Linked DNA regions of Mus musculus: region 2 is linked to region 1. A link is a contact called in public Hi-C data. All regions are on one chromosome and are shown on one strand. Each heading gives the region's core, a stretch centred on a gene start, on an enhancer-like site or on the middle of the called end of the contact. The rest is flanking DNA. Distances are from core to core; before and after follow the strand shown. Region 1 has its middle 110 kb from the start of Gm20745. Region 2 overlaps Rora (RAR-related orphan receptor alpha).

The links. A called contact is a pair of places that touch in the nucleus more often than the background predicts.
Region 2: a Hi-C map of uterus shows a contact between it and region 1, with 4 times the contacts expected there. The contact joins two enhancer-like sites. A contact is called at or near these places in 5 of 484 Hi-C or Micro-C datasets (all in uterus) and 2 of 115 datasets of contacts at active chromatin or transcription factors (embryonic forebrain and embryonic limb bud).

The regions. Positions count from the first base shown.
Region 1 is chr9:68,130,122-68,132,821 of GRCm38.p6, forward strand. No RefSeq gene overlaps it. Among named protein-coding and RNA genes, the nearest start is that of Gm20745, 110 kb to the left of the region's middle. Within about 2 kb of position 1,415, at least 14 of the 459 cell types and tissues checked have an H3K27ac peak or open chromatin away from gene starts, as enhancers often do. A contact at or near this core is called in uterus, where this site is marked.
Region 2 is chr9:69,300,295-69,303,114 of GRCm38.p6, forward strand. All of the region lies in intron 2 of Rora (RAR-related orphan receptor alpha), which reads left to right. It overlaps Gm46153 (a long non-coding RNA gene), which reads right to left. Exons shown (of 2, transcript XR_001779364.2): 2 at 126-361. Among named protein-coding and RNA genes, the nearest start is that of Gm46153, 3.9 kb to the right of the region's middle. Within about 2 kb of position 1,282, at least 66 of the 459 cell types and tissues checked have an H3K27ac peak or open chromatin away from gene starts, as enhancers often do. A contact at or near this core is called in uterus, where this site is marked.

The DNA.
Region 1 (2,700 bases), core at 165-2,664:
GGTTTATTTGGTTTACAATTACAAAGGAATCAGAGTCTGTCATGGCAGGGAGGCATGGCAGCAGGCAGCAAGCAGGGCACTGGAGCATGAAGCCGAGTGCTCACTCATTGAACTGTAAGCAAGGAGAGGGGGTGATGTGAGGCTTTGAAACCTCAAAGCCTCCCACTCCCAGTGACCTATGCCCTCTAGCAAGACCACACTTCCTAGACTTCAAACATCACCACCAACTGAGGACCAAGAATTCAAATATCTGAACCTATAGGGGAACATTCTCATTCAAAGCACCACAGTGAGGCCTGTGTTTATCTTCAATGGAACTTGAGATTACTAAGGTTCTATTCAGGAATATGGGTTAGGGATACTTCATCTCCAAAGCCTGCCCCAATATGGGTGGCTACTCATAAAAGCAATGCAGGACTTGAAGCCTCCATGCAGCTCTTGTAACCTCAAAGCAGGACTTGCAGACATTGCCTTGCAGGCAGCTCTGCTGATTGGAGAGTCTTTGTCCTATGCAACTCTTATACTTTATATAACCTTGGAGAACAGCCTTGCCAAGAAGGTTCCAGGAACTTCCTGTGTCGTGTAAGTTTCAGTGACTTCCTGAGTCTTACCAAGCCTCCCTCCAGGAAAGAGTTTTAATTGGGAAGAGAGCTATATGGCAACTGCTGTGTGCCTTTTGGCATTCTCTTTTCCATTCTCTCAGAGTAGAGGATTAGTAAGACAGATATAGCACTAACATGGTGACTGATGTACAGTGTGTATGCCACTGAAGGAACTCAGTATCCAAAGCTCCCAGTAACTTCCTTAGAGATCTGTTTTTACTTCCCTTTTATGGAGGTTGAAATGGAAGCATAGAGGTCCTAGGTGCCTTGTCTGAAGTGTCAGATAGAATAGGACTGCAGGGAATGTATTCTGTGCTATGATACCCAGGGCGTCTTTACTATCAGGAAAGGAGAGCCAGTGAGGCAGAGTGGGGCACATTAACTCATAGGAACTCTCCCACTCTTGTTTGCATGTGTGCATGTCATGGCATACATGTGGAGGTCAGAGGTCAACATAGTGGCATTGATTCTTTCCTTCTGTCTTTAGAAGTGTTCCAGGTGTTGAGCCCAGGTCCAGGGTTGCAGAGCAAAATACTACCGGCTCCCTTCTGCCTCCCACTTAGTTGGGGGCTCAAGTCTTAGAAGATGAAAACTGAGCCTGAAATGAAAAGGGAGTCTAGAAATGTTTGTTTACCCACATTCCAGGAATGGTGGAAAACTCTTTGTAACTGCCAGAAGTTGGAGAAGCCAGCTGTTGTCTTTTGGTTTCAGAATGGGGGAAGGGTGGGAGAATGAGCTATTTTGGCTGCACCAGGGGAAGCTGACTGAAGGAGCAAAGATGCTGTGTGTACAAATGGTTCAAATCTGGTGAAAGAAAACATTGTTTGTACCCTGGTGTCCTGGAGAGACTCTGACTGGGGGCACTGGCCCAGGAAGAAGGCTGTAGAAGGAACTTGGCTTTCTTTCAGTCTTTTACTTTTGCTCTGGCCAAGTTAAAATCTTTATTTAAAACTTTTTATTACATTTAAATTTATTTTATTTTGCTTGCGTGTGTATGAGTGTGGGGCCATGTGTGACATAGTGCATGTGTGGAGGTCAGATGGCAGTTGGCAGGAGTCTGTTCTTCTTTTACCATGTGGGTCCTAGGTATAGAATGCTGGTTGGCAGGGTTGCCAGCAGGTATCTGTGTACTGAGCCAGTGATTCAGCCCCACCTCTCTCCAATATTACCCTTTTCCCTTCTGCAGTGAGATGACTTCAGTGTGCTTGGTATCCCCGTAGTTTTATGCTTCTCTAGTCATAGAGCATGTTAGCCAGCCATCGTCATTTAGCAGGAGCACATCACAACCGTCTTAGTGCTCTCTATTTGCTGTGGTCTTCTGTGTTGGCACTGATAGCCCTCACTGGCTCGCTGGGACATCTGTGTTGTACTCTGCCCATCCTATTACCATGCTACAAGGCAGTCACTTCTTGACTGTGCACATTTCTATCTTGAATGTTTCTAGTAATGCTGCAGTAATGATTTTTATTCAACTTTCCTGGAAAATCTTTGTGAAAATTTTCTGGTTTGGGTATCAAAGGTAGTACCAACTTTGGCAACAAAGTTACCACACAAAATAAGTAAGATAATTTAAATTTTTTTTCAATTGCTTGAAACTTTAGATTACAGAAAAAAAAAAACACTTCTTTTTTTCTTTTAAAGTGAAGATGAGATGTGATGACACTGGTGTTCAAAATCATTTTGGTTGTTTTTTTTTTTTTTTTCCTAAAGATTTACTTTATGTTTTATTTATGTGCCTGTGTATCTACTACATCTCTGTATGTGAATATAAGGCAGTACCTGAAGAGGTCAGAAGAGGGGATTAGACATCTGTAGCTGGAGTTACCCGTGGCTGGGAGCTGTCCAAAGTGGTTGTTATCTTTTAAAGGGGAAAGCCAACTGGATGACATCAGAAGAAGCAGGCAAAGAATAGAATTGTTGAACCACAAGATACATGTATTGCTAAGTTCTTCCCTAAAAGTATTTCATCAGTTGTATTTCCCTCAGGATGGTGTGAGGGTTATAACTTTGTATTTGCCCCAAAGTTGGCAGTACTTAATTTATCTGATGTCTTGAGGTTTAAAATTTGTTCTAAACTCATACAGTGGTGGCATTCTCT
Region 2 (2,820 bases), core at 32-2,531, 1.2 Mb after region 1:
AATATATGTGTATTTGTGTGTGCGTGTTCTATTTGAGATTCTGGTGATTTTGGTCTGATGGCCTTGGTGGATCGCATGTGCTGGTAAATTGTAAGCTGCATAGATGATTCTGATTGAGAAATCGCTTAAGTTCAACACCTTTATTTGATGCATGAGTCATCTGGGCCCCCAGTTGCCACACGGTGTTGAGGAGTGGAAAGCCCCAGCCTGCGTGTGGAGGGAAGCGGATGAAGGCATGGGCTCTAGTCTGGATCTGCTGCATGGTAACTGGCAGGTTTTCTTCGCTTGCCTTCTTGCCCTGTTTGTAAAATTAGAAGGTTGTGATTGACAGCTGCCAAGGTCTTTTCCAGAGTTCATGTTTCTATAAGAAAAAAAAATGTTTCCGTTACAGTTGAAAGGTGGGCTGGGGTCTCTCGTTCAAGATGTAGGAAAGGCACACAGAAGCCTGCTGACTTCTTTACTCCCTGTCCCCAACTATAACTGCTTAAGATACTTCAGTCGGCTAACCAGCTCCTTTTGGAAGTGAAAATTCTAAGGTAGAAAGAGGTAATTACTAATGCCAGCTATTTAAATACATTTTAAAACAAGAAGGCTTTCATTAATATTAACAAATATGCCTAAACTTAGTTCTGGCAAATTACAGCCCTGCTTTATCAAGTTCTAGCCCAAAGCCTTTTCCATTTTTGATGGTTGAGTTGAAACCTAGGAGTGGGGTATTAACTGAAAAATGAAGACCACCAAACAGCCTAAACCACTGTATTCCACCGTGATTGTATTCCCAACGGCACACTAAAGCCCCAGATCCCTAAGAGATGTAGTACACCCCCCCATTTCTCCCCAGTGATTAGCAGGCAGAAATGCTGTGCCTCCTGGGCCACCTGCTTAAAAACAAACAAACAAACAAACAAAACAACAACAGCAAACAGAACCAGAAGGAAACATGGAGATCTGTCCCTACTTCATCTGAAGCCAGAAATCCAAAAGAACTTGAGTTTTATTACAATGTTGATCGAAGGAGAAGGGTCTGTTAGACACCAGTTTCCTGTGATGTAAGTGAGGGTTGGGGTGAGGGGATGATATTTGACATTTCCAGAAGTGATTAAACAAAGTTTGGAAAGAAAAATCTGATGGGAGTCAGCACGTGAAATTAGAGTTGTATCTTCAACAGCTCCTTTAAAGACTGAGCACATTGCCTGTTTCTGGTTGGGTAGAAATTTAAAGGGAAAGCCAGGCTTCTATCCAGCAGAATCGTCTTAACAGAAGTTTCCTGTTTCCACCACTGCAGAGAAACAAAGTTGTTACAATGAGTTAAGATGGTTCAAACTTTTGGCAGCCTCTCCGCAGGCCCCTGCCGCCGCCGCCAACTCTTTTACAGTTTCTGTGTCGTTTCAAATGGTTGCTTAGGAGAAATACTGACCAAACTCCTCCTTTTGACTACTAAAATGGCTCAGAGAGTTTCTCGGGATGTTTTTATTTGCTAGAAATTTGTTTTGCAGTTAAGCTTCTCTTGTTGAGGGAGTTTGGTTACCAGCCATCTGACGATGCCTCGCCTCGGGGTGTTTACAGAAAACGTGGGTGCTGCAATTACATTGGAGCACAGCCCTCCCCCACCACAGATAGCATAGTAATCAACAGGAATGGGAAAACATGTATTTAAGGATTTGATGCTTGTAAAAAAGGGGCTGTAAAGGAACATGGTTGTTCAGATGTGAGAAGTGACTGGCGGCTCTCCTTATAGGCATGCTAGTAACAATAAAGTCTCCAAGTTCAACATCAAAGTCATCACGGTTTACTCCACCAGTGACTTGCACATCAAAGGGGAGCTTAAGACAAAGGGAGGAATGCTTTACCTCATGGCCAGATCCTTTAGGGGAGTGGGGGGTGGGGGGATGTGGCTTGCAGTTCCTCACTTCCTAAGGCAGGGCAAATGAGAACCAATTTCCCTCCTACCACTTGCCATTTACTTAGGAAAGATTCCTCACAGGAGAGATCGGATCCTCTTCCTTCAGGCAGCAAACTCGGTACCAAGGTGGGCATCTCAAACTTCACCTAATATGCCACATGAAATCCCCCACCAAATAGGACAGTTTAAACTGGGTGAGCTTGTAGTTGGTTGGTGAATTACCCTTGACAACATAATTTGGGACCTCGGTTTGCAATCTCTCTTCTCTCCTCCTCCTCCTCCTCCTCCTCCTCCTCCTCCTCCTCCTCCTCCTCCTCCTCCTCCTCCTCTCCTTCTCTCTCTCTCTCACTCTCTCATTAACCTTGTGGGTGGAGTCTTGCTGAATCAGACATGTGGTACTTAACAGGTGTGTGTATGTGTGTGTGTGTGTGTGTGTGTGAGAGAGAGAGAGAGAGAGAGAGAGAATGAAATTTAGACCTGTTAAACCAGCTCTTAATTAATCACCGGGTCTATGTCCCTGTTCCCCAACTCATGTCATGTATATTCCAAAATGCTGAGCTTAGAACAAGAGTCAGGAGCTGAAGACACACACACACACCCCTTGAATATTACATTGAAAATAAAACCAGCCATGCAAGTATTAGGGATGGTTTGAAATGATACGCTCTTTCTCTCCCCCCACCCCCTTGCCTTTGAAATGTGAGATTCTTTTATAGTTGAGCTTCAGTAATTTACTCATTTTTAAATGCTATTGAAAAATAGTAAGTAGTGCCCAGTGCAGTCATTAATAAATACAAAGCAGCCTTCTCTGGGCTCTGGGGAAACTTAATCAACACACAGTGTTACTAATTGATGCCATACTGAGCCTGCAGAAGCAACGGATCAGTAAACAGAAGTTAGAAAGCAAGAAGTTAGGG